Regions from separate parts of the Mus musculus genome. Here all the other regions are linked to region 3. The links are chromatin contacts, called in public Hi-C and HiChIP or PLAC-seq maps. All regions are on one chromosome and are shown on one strand. The core of a region is the stretch at or near the end of the contact, and the rest is flanking DNA. Distances in the headings are between cores, read along the strand shown.

Evidence for each region. A called contact is a pair of places that touch in the nucleus more often than the background predicts. HiChIP or PLAC-seq counts read pairs in DNA pulled down with a chosen protein or histone mark.
Region 1: a contact with region 3 is called in a BATF HiChIP or PLAC-seq map of CD8 T cells, with 12 read pairs. The contact joins two enhancer-like sites. A contact is called at or near these places in 2 of 484 Hi-C or Micro-C datasets (Th1 cells and macrophages) and 1 of 115 datasets of contacts at active chromatin or transcription factors (CD8 T cells).
Region 2: a contact with region 3 is called in a Hi-C map of bone marrow-derived macrophages, with 4 times the contacts expected there. The contact joins two enhancer-like sites. A contact is called at or near these places in 2 of 484 Hi-C or Micro-C datasets (bone marrow-derived macrophages and macrophages).
Region 4: a BATF HiChIP or PLAC-seq map of CD8 T cells shows a contact between it and region 3, with 35 read pairs. The contact joins two enhancer-like sites. A contact is called at or near these places in 1 of 39 promoter capture datasets (neutrophils) and 1 of 115 datasets of contacts at active chromatin or transcription factors (CD8 T cells).

The regions. Positions count from the first base shown.
Region 1 is chr13:5,755,370-5,758,846 of GRCm38.p6, forward strand. No RefSeq gene overlaps it. Among named protein-coding and RNA genes, the nearest start is that of Gm35330, 33 kb to the left of the region's middle. Within about 2 kb of position 2,067, at least 25 of the 459 cell types and tissues checked have an H3K27ac peak or open chromatin away from gene starts, as enhancers often do. A contact at or near this core is called in CD8 T cells, where this site is marked.
Region 2 is chr13:5,602,526-5,605,960 of GRCm38.p6, forward strand. No RefSeq gene overlaps it. Among named protein-coding and RNA genes, the nearest start is that of Gm40661, 51 kb to the left of the region's middle. Within about 2 kb of position 1,901, at least 97 of the 459 cell types and tissues checked have an H3K27ac peak or open chromatin away from gene starts, as enhancers often do. A contact at or near this core is called in bone marrow-derived macrophages, where this site is marked.
Region 3 is chr13:6,107,530-6,110,870 of GRCm38.p6, forward strand. No RefSeq gene overlaps it. Among named protein-coding and RNA genes, the nearest start is that of Gm35615, 180 kb to the right of the region's middle. Within about 2 kb of position 1,957, at least 46 of the 459 cell types and tissues checked have an H3K27ac peak or open chromatin away from gene starts, as enhancers often do. A contact at or near this core is called in CD8 T cells and bone marrow-derived macrophages, where this site is marked.
Region 4 is chr13:5,843,661-5,847,066 of GRCm38.p6, forward strand. No RefSeq gene overlaps it. Among named protein-coding and RNA genes, the nearest start is that of 1700016G22Rik, 13 kb to the right of the region's middle. Within about 2 kb of position 1,646, at least 292 of the 459 cell types and tissues checked have an H3K27ac peak or open chromatin away from gene starts, as enhancers often do. A contact at or near this core is called in CD8 T cells, where this site is marked.

The DNA.
Region 1 (3,477 bases), core at 817-3,316, 350 kb before region 3:
TGAAAGAATTTATACTTTCTATAAAACTTTCATACTTCAATTACTCTTTAGGTCTAAGAATTTTTTATATATTGTTCTCCAATGTATTCATGGTGGAAGGGTCCATAAAGTATATTTCTTTAATCCTCAATGTAGAAACTAGTACATCTTTTTATAATAATTCAACTTTCTTTTAATTTATAATAATTTCTATACAACTTAGTCATTTAATACATCTTATATTACAAAATGTATATACTTCACATCGGTGGATTTTTAATTATAGTCATTTAAAAATGTAGATTTTCAGTTCAGAATTTCAAGTCAAATAATAATAATATTCCATAGTTACAAAAGTCATGCTTTATGTTCCTATAGGAATCAATTTTATAAGAAATCTTCTACATTCTTTTCTCATATAATCACTTTAGTCAAGTACGTCTTTTGACATATAAGGAACATGAGTTCATTAAAGAAAACAACAAACTGCAAAATTGTACAGCTTTCATGGAGACATAGATGACCCTTAAACTATGCATCCCGAATCTTCCTTCGATAACCTTTCCACTCTGTCTTAATTATACTTTTGATTATGCATGAGCTAACTCCAATTCTATTTCACAATTGACTCTTTAATTTTGTCAATTATTATTCCTAGTCCCCAAGTGAAATGTCTTCAGCAATGGAGCTTGTCTGAATGCCGGTGTCTTCTCCTTGTTATGTTCCAAGAGCAGCATGGAAAGACACAGGAGAACCACTGAGACAATAACACATATTTCCCTGGTGGCATCACTACATCCCAACTGGGTCAACCTCACTTACTCTCTGAACCTCATATTTCTCATGTGTAAAAAAGAAAAGAAAAGACAAGAAAAAGAAAAATGATAACACAGTACTAGCGTCACAGGTTCAAAGAGTTGATGGAATGAAATATTTATGCACAAAAGCAAGCTAAAAGGTGTAGTTTCCCGTATTTAGAAATGGACCATCATTCAAGAGCTCTTAACGAAGCCCAGACAGTATGTCTGTATCAACAACAAACATATGTACTACATACGTCTTCTGTGCAAGATTTGAACAGGCAGGAAGTGAACCACGTATCCCCATTTCACTATTGATAATAAGAAAAACTTGTGGGATGTCATACTGTGTTCCATGACATCTACTATGTGCCCTGGATGCAAATAATGTGTACAGAGGCATGCAGATAAGGGAGCAAACATGTGCAGGTGTTTTCAAGGGATCAATACTCAAAGATGGACAAGTCCTCAAGCAGAATATAGTAAGGGGGCATCTCACCAGTAGATAAAATTAAAGAAATAAAGAGACAGAATCAGGTGTAAATACCTGCATACATAGAGGGCTCTTGGACTGTTCAAGTTATGAGTGAGATGGGAAACTTCTGAGGATTTTCCACTATGTAAAATATTATTTGATTGCATTTTATTGTGATGCAATACTGATATCTTGAAACCTAACTATAAATGAACATGGGAGGCAACATACAATATGGGGCCCAATGGCTCTATCTCTTGGTGTTCAGGCCTGTTTTCTGTGATATCATCTATTTGGATACTTGCTGGAGTCACTGACTTGTTTTTAACCAACTGAACTCTGAGGCATGATGGGAGCTCACTCACAGCTGAGGAAAGGGTGCACAAGACTGCTTCTATCTAGGGTGATTTTGACATCTCTTGTTATCATGGTTACTTGGCTCTGAGAAGACACAGCCACATATAACTGACTCTGGCCTCTAACCAAGAGCTTGGAGGAAACACAGGGCCCTCAGTCCCTCAGTCTGCAAGAGTAATAGCCAACATGCCAACTTCAGAGACAAAATTTGAAAGACAATTTGCCTGTTGAAAACTCAACTTGCGCATACCGTCAGTGTGACTTCATATGGGACCTTTTGCTCAGATGAACTTAGATTTAGACCCACATAGCCTAGGAGATAATAAATGTATGTTTCCTTATAGAACTCAGAGAAAAGAGCATTTCCTGGATGTCACATGAGTAAATCAAGCCAACATCAAGAAAGGAAGTCAGTGAAAGCATCCACAGAAACCACAGAAACTTGATCATGATACATGAAATGCGAGCAAGAATCTTGCTTAAGCTATCCTTTCAAAGAGAAACAGTATCTATGTTCCCTCACTATGATTAAGCTGTTTCTTACCTGCAAAGTACTTGCAAAATAAATGCACAAAAACAATTCTACTCTTTGAAGACAAAGACTTCCATTTGAAACAGCCTTATGGTACATAGTCCTGTGAATCAGGATACTGTTAAGACCCAAGCTTCAACAACAGGCACCACATTCTTGATAGACCTACACTTTAACTCTACCATGACAGATAGTCAATCACCTTATAATTAACTTGAAGTTGGTGAGTGCCACCAAAGTTAAAATTCCCTATTGATGCAAACTACTCATTATAAAAACATTTTCTAGGTCTTTCCCTTCCAGGACTCATTTCTGTGAAGCAGGCAGATGATCAAGGGACAGAGTCTATGAGGTCATAGCTTTGTTTTTTCTACTGGCTATCCTGTTGGATCAATTTCATAGCCCTATAGTCTATTTGTTTTTTTTAAATACACGCCAACCTACTTGTCCTATGTCACCCTCACTACTCTCTTCCTTCCTTGAATGTTACTATCCTTGAAATGTTTAGTCAACAGGGATAAAAGTGGAAGGATTTACAAGAGAACTGTAAGGTTTTTTTTGTTTCCAAAAGCATAAATAAAAAAATGAACAATTCATTAACTGCTGGCTGTAATGTAATCTCTCAAGTTTATGGGTATTAGACAGCACATTAAGGCACAGATGTTAGAAGTCTGAAGTAGAGTACACAAGTAAAATAATTGCATAAACGAGTGCTAGGTCTAAGATTTGTAGGTCACACTTTTTAAGCAGTAATACAACAGACAAATAGGAAAGTCAAGGTTCACTGAGAAAGAGAGATAAAAATAAATTATAAATATTATAAAGCTGACAAATGCCATATGCATTATAAACCTTGGGAGTATTATACGGCATTTGATTACCTGTTTGATGTACCTTTTGTTCTAGTATCATTTCTGTTACTTTGGTAAAAATTCTCTGATCAAAAAAAAAAAAAAAAGCAAAGCCAAAAAACAAAACCAAAACCAAAACAGCATAAGGGAGGAGAATGTTCTAATTTTAATCCCAAGATATAGTCCATCATTGCGGGGGGGGGGGGGGACAGAAATTAGTCACATCACACCCATAGTCTAGAGGAAAGAGAGGCAAAAGGTACATACATCCTGGTTTGCTTAGTTTTCTCTCCACCAGCTTTCTCCCCTCTTATACTGTTAAGGATTCACTTCCTAATGAGTGGTGCCACCCACAATAAGTTGTGTCTTCCTACATCGATTAGCAATCAAGACAATCCCTGGCATCCATGCCCACATTCCATTTGAAGCTACATAATTCCTCATTAAGCTTTTTAAGAGGTGACTCTAGGTTCTGTCAAATCA
Region 2 (3,435 bases), core at 651-3,150, 510 kb before region 3:
GCTGGCTCAGTGGATAAAAGAGGTATTGTATAAACATGAAAATAAGAGTTTGGATCTGTATAAAATTGAAGAAGAGAATACTTGGAAGTTTGAAGTCCTAACACTTAGGAGAGAGAGATGGAGATTTCCAGGGATAGGCTGGCTGGACTAGCCTCAGTCAGGAATTCCCCGTTTGCTAAATAACATGGAGAGCTATCAAAGAAGACACTCATAAGCAAAGTCTGGCCTCCACGGGCATGTGCACACACATGCAAGCACACACACACATAAGAACACAAAAACATAGACACACACACACACACACCCACACACACCCACACACACACACACACACAAGAACACAAAAACATAGACATACACACACACACACACACACACACACACACACACACACACACACACCCACACCCACACACACACACACAGAATGACTGACAAAGTGATCCTACTTTGAAAGTAAGAGTATCCCAGTGGGGCTTGGAACATTATTTTTCTGAAATAGAATTAACCATCCTTGTTGAAGCAATGTTACTTCCAAGTCCACATTTGTACTCATTTACATTGGCCACTGTGGTCTAAAGAGTGATTAAAGAGAAACATTACTTCATTTTACATTTCTATGATAAATGACTCATTATATTTTAATTAAGTTATTATTCCCTTGTAATTTCAATGATTTTCTTCTTAGAAAGTGCAATTCTGGTGAAGCTGGTTTTGTTTACATTTAGCATGTCCATTCAAAGGAAATGTTTAAACTTTTCTTTAATTATGGATTTTACACACTGATTTATTTTAACACTAAATGTGAAACATCCTTTTTAAGGATGGCGTCTTAGCAAAAACATTCACACACATGGCACTTTCATTTTCACCACAGTCCATTATGAATATATTAGGAGTCCTTATTTTCTTAAATAATTAGTTTTATTAGGGATATAAAAATAAAATAGATTAAATCACAGTACATAATTGAAACTTATGGTACATGGTACATAAATGTAGCCATCTGGACTCAGACTAAGAAAAGAAAAAATATGTTTTTTGCTGATATGTTCTGGTCTGAACAGATGTTTCAAAGCCCACATGGAGGATATGAACCACTTAAAATAACACGTTTGAGGATCAGCACTAGAATTATCAACAGCAAATGGCTGTTCTCATTGAATTTAATGAAATTGCAAATAAAGATAGGATTTCAGAGAGTTATAACAATGGAAGACAGTTGTAACCAATCTCCTAGTCTCCATAACACTGCTCTATCATAGGAGAACGATAAGTGTGCAAAATGTCCCACATATACTTATGCTAAGAAAAATCAGGAGGACAGTGTGTAAGTGTGTGTGGGGGTGGGGGGAATAATGTGTGTGTTTGTATCTGTGTGTAAGTCTGTGTTTGTGCATTTGAGTTGTATCTGTATGTTTATGTGAGTATATCTGTCATAGTGTGTAAACATGTACACATATCTCGATGTGTATCTCTGGGTTATGTGTCTTTCTCCCTGTCTGTGTGTGTTTGAATAACTGTGTATGTGTGTGACTATGCACTTGCCTTTGACTGAGTGCTCTGTCTCTGGGTGTTTTTGTCTCTCTGTGTGTCTGCTGTGACTGTGTATTTGTAGGAGTATGTACATGTCTATCTCTCTGCGTATATGTGACTGCATTTGTCTGACTGTATCTATGTGTATATTTATCTCATTTTCTGCACGTAGGAACAATGTAACTGTGTGTGTGCAATTTTAAAATAAAGGCCTGTTACACATGCTAAAGCTTCCCTGTCAATAACTTTCCACATTCCTTCTCTCAGTTGAAATCTAAGAATAACATTTCCTCTATTTAGGGACATTCCGTTCTTGTCTCGCCCATGAATAGCTAATTGCTCCTGACATTCCCATGTGACCATGACTTCAGCTCTTTAACCCACACAGAACTCTTTCCTGCTCTGAGTGTGACTGGGCATCCTGCAGTTAGCTTCTCTTAAACATTGCTTCAAGTAGTTTTAAAGGAAGATTGGAAGGCTGCAGTAAGATAAGGAGGAATTAAAGACATTGCACAAATAAAGATTTAAGCTTGTTTCACGTAAACTTGTCTTTAGATTCGTTGGGTACTTTGTTGGGCAAATATTTTCTGGTGAGGAATTAGATAAGGAAAAAGAACTATCCTGTCCATACTGAGTAGTATCATGTTGGCCTTGGCATTGTAGCTTGGTGTCCATATAGATTCTAGGCCACTGCTGTGGCACAGGAAATGCAATGAAGCAAAGGCTGCAGACATGTCTAAAATTCCCACCTTGAATGGAAGTATAAATGCATAAATGGGTCTTCAAAAACATAGAACAGGGATTTTCAAGAAAAGGAGACATGGGCGCAGTGTTTCTGAGAAGCATTCTATCACGCCACCTATCCTCATCACTGAGAGTTCTCTGTTACAGAGCTATGACTACAAATTCAATCTCTGATTTCTGGGCTAGGCTAGAAGCCGTGTTTCTCTCTTAGATTACCACATTCTAGAGTGTGTAGTGTGCAGTGTCCAAGGCACAGTCTCCAACATAAGGAGGAAGGACCGCAGTCATGTCAGCTTTTTAGAGAACAGCTTCTAGGCAAGAAGACATAATCAGAGGCAGAACTTATCCTGGGCTTTACACTTGCTTGTTTAGCCCAGGGCCTTGTATACAGACACTCAGCATAACCCCCAGGTCCAGGCAGCCACACTTACCAGAACCTTTACTTTATATTCCCGGTTTCCATCATGAGCTCTGACAGCTGGGTCCTGCTTCAGATTACCATCACCAGACAGATATACAGGGCTGTATGAATTATGCAACACTGTAACCAAGTAGAACTTTGCTTATCCCTGTGCTGACCATACAATGTTTGGTCCAAATATCTGCTCTTCATCCACCTGAGCACATACATGTGTGAAGTGAGAGTTAATATTTGTAAAATCAACTTGAGATTTCTAATCCCTGCCTAACTACATTGTGACTACATGACTTCAGTCTGTTGTAATGATTAGGTTTTCAAACCAAGGTATGTCAGCATATTTTCACTACACTGTGGTCCAAGAAGAAATAAAAAGTTTCAAGAAGGCACACTAAAATTGAAACTGACAACAGATGCCCACCCCAAAGTCACAGATGACTGGTGTGTAGTGGTGACCAAAAGGAGAAGAACAGCTCTGTCTTCTGTGAGTTTCAGGCCAGTCTGCTCTATGGATTAGAGAAAGTGTCCAGTCTTTTACATGACAATTGTTTTTATTTGAAAAGCAAGTACCAGCAATGTACCTACCTCCCAGGGTAGTTGTAAAACCTAAGAAGTTCATTCATGCAAACAAGTAGAAAAGCCTGTCATTGGGAAACAAAATCAAAACAAAAGAAACCAACAACAAAACAGTTCTCTTTTCAAAGGGAATAAAAGATGGTTTATTCTGGAGCCAAATA
Region 3 (3,341 bases), core at 707-3,206:
GATTTGTTTTCTCTGAAGCAAACACTAACAGCAGATCTAAATGAACATCTAGGACAGAACAACTCACTCAATAAAAGGAAGTGAACAAAATTCATGGTCTTAATTCAGAGGAAATTAAGTTCTTTATGCATATAATAATCAACAATCATATCCACCAATAAATCAAGAAAAATTAAATTGAAAACACTGAAGGATAATACATTAAAGTAGCAAAAGAATTTGTTGTTGCTTTTTTTTTTTTAAAGAATGTTTAGTAGCGGGAAGAAAATTGAACTTTCTATATATATAATCAATGGAAGAAATTATAAAACAAGTCATAGATATTTGAAAATTACTTCGGATCAGTAATACCACAGAATCCTTTACTGATCAGTAAACTTTCTAAGTAGTTATCCTGGTTTGTCCCACTGTGTCTTAGGGTGAGATACTTAGAGCCTCTTCCCATGTCCCCTCACTCTCACACCCAAGATAGAAACCATACAACAACTTAAATATCGCACAATTCCATAAGTAAAATGTGTACATAAATATAAACAAAGAAATGTTATTAGAAAGTTACTTCCAAGTACATGAGAAAGGAAGGAACCATAAGGACTATGCAAAAAAATATTTCCAGTGGACAAACAGCCAAAGGGTTACTCACAAAGTTTGAACAGCCAGTGCAAAATTCCTTAGTTGTGCAAAAAAACCAAATACACAAAACATTCTAAAACACTCAGGTGTAACTTTTTTTGCTTAACAAATTTGAAGCTCTTATTTTCTTTCAAGTTCTTTCCTTCCCTTCCTTCTTTTAGTAAATCCCTCTTTTCTTCTCAAATTTCACAGAGGTGAGCATTGTCATTCACTCTTACATTTCTCCAAGGTGGTACAGAATTCTCCAAAGGTATTCTCAATGAGTAATTATTTACATAAAATTATTCATGGTCTTTGTCTAGTTGTTAAATTTGTAGTAGTATATCCTAATAAATAATATAACTTGCCTGTTGAGACTTATGTGCAACAAGATTTATTCTAGTTACATAGAACTGTTGACATAGGAAATGCTTACCACTCTGAAAATGACTAAATGATTTTACTCTATTAGATAAGATATTATGTAGCCATCAACAGAATTTTTAAGATATTTCTAATTACATACAAATGTAAGCTACAACATTCAGGACATCACATCCAGTAGGCAACCTCCTTACTGGTGAAATGCACTAGATAAATGTACTTGTAGTTTTGAATGGAGATTTCCTCTGAACATTCCAACATAAAAACAAAAGATTTAGATACATACCCACCCTCAAGATGAGTAGTTGTTGTTGGTAAGTGCAACTAACACATGCAATGGTTTTTGCTTCCATTTTTGCCCATATTTTCCAACATTTCTCTAATAACCATTCATCATTTGCCAAAACAGTCAGTACACAATAGAGAGAGATTTGTGTGATGAAAGTAGTCTGGCTTGTCCTTGTTCTTCTTTTCCATCTTCTCTAAAGGGATCCTGGTCTCTCTTCCTGGGTTTCTCATCTGCAGAGTATTTCAAGCCAGAGAGGACTGACTGGAGGCACGTACTCTGGATAGAGCTCAGAAGGGATGCTGAGAGCCTGACCTTTAAGAAGAACGAAGTCCACTCAGGCGAGCGATCCTTTGTGATGTGTCTGTGAAGCCCAAGAAAACAAAGAACCCTATGTGGTTTGTTCATCTGAGTCATAGCACAGACTGCTAAGGCCTCAAGATCATTTTTTAAACTCTTCAACTGGATGAAACTTCCCGATGAAGTAAGGAACCACACCCACACACATGGTTATCTGGTAAATTGTGTCCCTTCAATGTTCTTATCCGGAAATCTTTAGCTCCATTACCTCAGAATGTGGCTGTATTTGGAGTAAGCATTGTAAAGGGGGTTAGTGTAATATAAAGTCATAAAGCATGAATCCATCCGCTGCTGTACTGATAAGAAGATGAGGTCAGGACACAGGGAAAACCATAGGAGGATGTGGAGAACCTCAGAAGGTGGCTGTCTACACCCACTTCCCACTTGATGACTTGGGACTTCCCATTTTCAGAACTGTGAGATCATAGATTTCTGATGTTTAAGCCAATTATGGTGCTTTGGTATAGAATTCCAGGAAATAGCTCATGCTTCCAAAGCCTTTCCCTGACCTATATTGCTAACAGCATTTCCCTAGGTGATTACAGTTCATCTGTTTATTCCATGGTCACTAGTACCAGCAAGACAATGATTATGTTGACACAAGTCTTCTCAAGTTAAGCCATAAAGGCCTCAGAGTCCACTGATGTCATGCTCCAGGGACATGCCCGGTACCCCGTGATATGGAAGCAGAATGTGACATTATCCACATGGTTCAAGTTCTGTAGATGTGTAGATAGGAAGAGTTCTCAGATTGTGAGACTGATAGTAAAATTCCAAATGGCTAATGTGGCCAAGCCACAAACATACAGTGAGGTTGTAGTTTCTGAAAAATCACCCACTGAAATCAAGCTATAAAGGCAAACCCTAAGTTGTCACAGAAACCTCAAGATAGTATAGATCATGGAAAGTACTTGTTGGGGGAAAACAGTGGGCATCCAGTCAAGACAGCTGATAAGAGAGTGTATATATTTTACAGGTGGCAGCTTCAGAGAGAGAAGGTTAACCAAGAACATTGAATGTCAAAGAATACATGCCAGTGCCTCAGGGACTACATGGGAAGCTCCAGGGCTTACTGTTTGATGTGCTGCTGTTTTGGTTCTGGGATAATCTTCTCTTGCCATCCTGGACCATTTTTTTCCTTTGAATTGAAAAAGTTTACTCTGCTCTAAGTACATATTGCAAGTATTTAATTTCTTTTTTTTAATTACATATTTTCCTCAATTACATTTCCAATGCTATCCCAAAAGTCCCCCATACCCTCCCCCCCCAATTCCCTACCCACTTATTCCCATTTTTTTTTGGCCCTGGCGTTCCCCTGTACTGGGGCATATACAGTTTGCAAGTCCAATGGGCCTCTCTTTTCATTGATGGCCAACTAGGCCATCTTTTGATACATATGCAGCTAGAGTCAAGAGCTCCGTGGTACTGGTTAGTTCATAATGTTGTTCCACCTATAGGGTTGCAGATCCCTTTAGCTCCTTGGGTACTTTCTCTAGCTCCTCCATTGGGAGCCCTGTGATCCATCCAATAGCTGACTGTGAGCATCCACTTCTGTGTTTGCTAGGCCCCGGCATAGTCTTTTGTTCTACTTTGCATGGAATCAGAGTTAGATATTTACCAATAGTCAAAGGAGCCTTTGGACTTTATGGAAATGTTGAAGCTATTCAAACTTCAGAGACTCCTAAAGTTTAACTGCAGC
Region 4 (3,406 bases), core at 396-2,895, 260 kb before region 3:
TAGCAAAGGAGAAAGAGACCATTGAGTCCAGAATGACAGCAAAGTAGTTCAGAGAGACAGAGTTTAACTGGTGCTAAGTGAAGACCAGCAAATGGAAGTCAAAGAAGACACAGCAAGTTAGAGGCAAGGGAGAGGCTATGTTAGCTCTTTGCTGTGGTCCAGGCTGGCAGGGAGACATATTGACTGGAATTTAGGTTATTGTGGGTAAAGAGACTTAAGACTGAAAGTGGTCTCAGCACAGCTCTGAAAGCTAAGGATTTAAGAAGTCTTTTGAATTCCTTATCAGTTAACAATTGATGTATGGTAAAGGTCAATTCTCTGAATGCAAAACCCTGACCACCAAGGAGGGAGCCTGAAGGGCTAGGACGAAGTGGAGATAAGTACAGGATTGAACCGGTTCTGTTGGAGGCAAAGCAGGAAATGAGTAGCCTGGTTGAAGCTCTGCCTGTAAACTCTTGGTAAATGGAAGTAATCCATGGTAGTCTTAGCATTTCTTCCATTCTTCATGGGACTGCTTCTGTCTGCTGATGAGGGACCACACCATTTAAATGGACTGAAATCAAACTATTTCTCTATCCCCAAATAGTAGCTTTGAGACTGGGAATAATCTGTGTCTGTGGCCATGGACAGAAGATGGGCCACCTTTTTAGAAAGAGTTTTTTTTCCCCAATATGAGCATCACCCTCCCCTAGGAGAATGTGGGACTAATCCAAGGGTGTTGGAAGTTACATAGCAACTAATTCTTCAACGGTGTTTATGAAACGGAAGCCTAGCAACTCATGGAGGAGTCAGATCCACAGGATCTCAGTCCATGAGGCTTACAGTTACAGTTGTAACTGATTCAGAGGTGGTCACATGTTGCTCACCCAGAAAGTAACCCCGGGGCTGCAAGTAACAGGAAAACAGCCATGCCCATTTTATTCATATTTTATAACCTACAGTAAACATTTACTTAGCAATTCCACCCTGTCTATCACCGCCTTAGACACTTATGCAGAACTTAGAGTCATACTGAATGCCAATATGATGTTAATTATTGCAACCAAAAGAGGCCTGTATCGTTAGACTCTGATGAATTTTTAAGATACACTGGAGGGGAAATTGAGTCATAATATAATTCTCTATGAGGGTTTGAAAGTGTGATCCTTAAGATCCTTCTGCTCTGTGTGACAAGCAATACGATTTTTAAGCTCAGACAAAAGTGGGTGTCTTTTGGTTTAGGGTTCTCTTTTCACCAGGAAATCCCCTCTTCTAATAGGATTCTTTTTGTTTTGCTTTAATCCTTAATCTAGGGGGAATGTCCCATCCCTGTGAGTCATCAGAATGGCTTCTCACAGGTAAGACCTAGAAAATTCCTGAAATGCTTCCCCTGATACTGAGAAACGTACTCAAGTCAATTGAGAAAGACATTAAAGGGGTCTGATGAGAAATCTAAATCCTGTGCCTCCTACCCTTTGCGGGGATGTTGCCTGAACCATGAACAACGTTTCCTGGATTCTAGAAACAGGCACATAGTTTGGAATCTGCAGCTGCTGGACAACACCAATTGGGAAAAATAGTAGCACAAAGGCAATAGATAGCCATCTCGCCTTGAAGACGCTGACTCATGCAGATGAGTCATTTACAATCGGCATGGCGACGGGTCTCAGCGGGACCAACTCAGAGAACACTGTGCGCTGAGCGCTGACCATGTAAACAGTGCAAACTCCCTCTTGTGATTCTAGGAAAAGAATCTTAGAACCTTTAGACAAAGAAATCAGAGAGGAGTGTGGCTGCTGTGTGGGTCACACCAGCAAATCCAGGCAACATCCGGACCTTACCATTCTCAGTTCTGATATCCGCTGGCACTGGAGCCCAGAGCTCAACATTTGGGTAAACATTCCACACTGGAGTGAACTACCTTGGTGACCTGAGTAAATTATGAATTCCCAAGACAGAATTACGGTGTCATCGAGTGTGACTGTATGTAGCTGGGCATACATTCATTTCCCCACTCAGATTAGCTATAGCATAAATAATACAGAAGCACCAACCAGAGCCAAAGGTGCTCACTGGAAGGTTCTTTTCTGGTATTAAAATAATGAGTGTACGCTCCTTAAGAACCTTCTAGCAACATGTACAAATAAAGCCACACACAGTGACAAACTGTGCTGCTTGGAGTTTAGCTGATGACATCCTTGTTATTGAAACAGGAAATGACTCAGCCTGGGCTAGACCAGAAAAGATCATATATTATATTCCGTTTTGTTGGCTCGTTTGAAAAAAAAAAAAAAAACCTACCGCAAGGCAACCATGCTTGTTTTCAGGTTTTTAATTTATGCATTCTAGCAAATAAGAAAGAATTTCTTGATAAGCCATTATTAAAATGTTGCAAAACAGGTTTTTCACAAATGTTAGGATCAAATGACTGCTATAAGCTATAGAAGATATGTTTACTATTTTTAAAGGGGATGGGTTAGGGTATTGGAGTCCAGATAGAAAACCTCTCAGCCCTAAATACTAACATTTCTATACTTAGCCGGAGCCTGGTCTGTTTAGATAAACTGATTTTGAACATAATTTTATGTTTATTGCTTTTTTGACTGCATTATGTCTGTGTGAGAGTGTCAGAAGCCTGGAACTGGAGTTACAGATGGGTCTGAGCTGCTATGTGAAGGGTCAATGCTCTTAACTGCTGAGCCATCTCTCCAGACCCTCGATAAACTTTCAAAAAATATTTTAATTAAAATATATCACTTCCCTCCTTCCTTTACATCTCTCAAACTCTTCTTTTCTAACCCATTCAGTCTCAAATTGATAACCTCATTTATTTTGTTTTTGTTGTTACATATGTACGTGTATATACACAAAAACATAAATATAACCTTATATATAATTCTTAACACATTACTAAATACTAGAGTTTTACTAAAATTCTGATTTTTTTTCATTATGACCTGGCATAATCTGAAGTTTACCTTTGTCTATTAAAACTTTGCAGGTATGATAATTGGCAATCAAAAGCAATTAATCCAACAGACAAAAAAGTTGAACATAGATTAAACATTATAAATTTTTACATAAATAACTGAACTATTTTACCCACTGAACACTCATAATAATCATAATAGTCACTAAGATAACAGTTTTAGAACAATACTTTTACCTCTGAAATATTCTTAATTAGAAAATTATATCTTGCATTCAATAGTTAGCAAATAGTAACTAAGTTGTGCCCCTCCCCTCCCCCCAGAGCTCAGATGATTCAAATGGAAAGGGTTTCTGGTCTCTAACCTTAAATGTGTGACATCTTTTGCCAATCATTGGCTTTCTTGATCTGATAAATCTCCACCCAATACAATACACGTATTTTTTGCAAGGTGACTGTTACTGTTGGATGCTGTGTTAGAACATGAAACCACACACA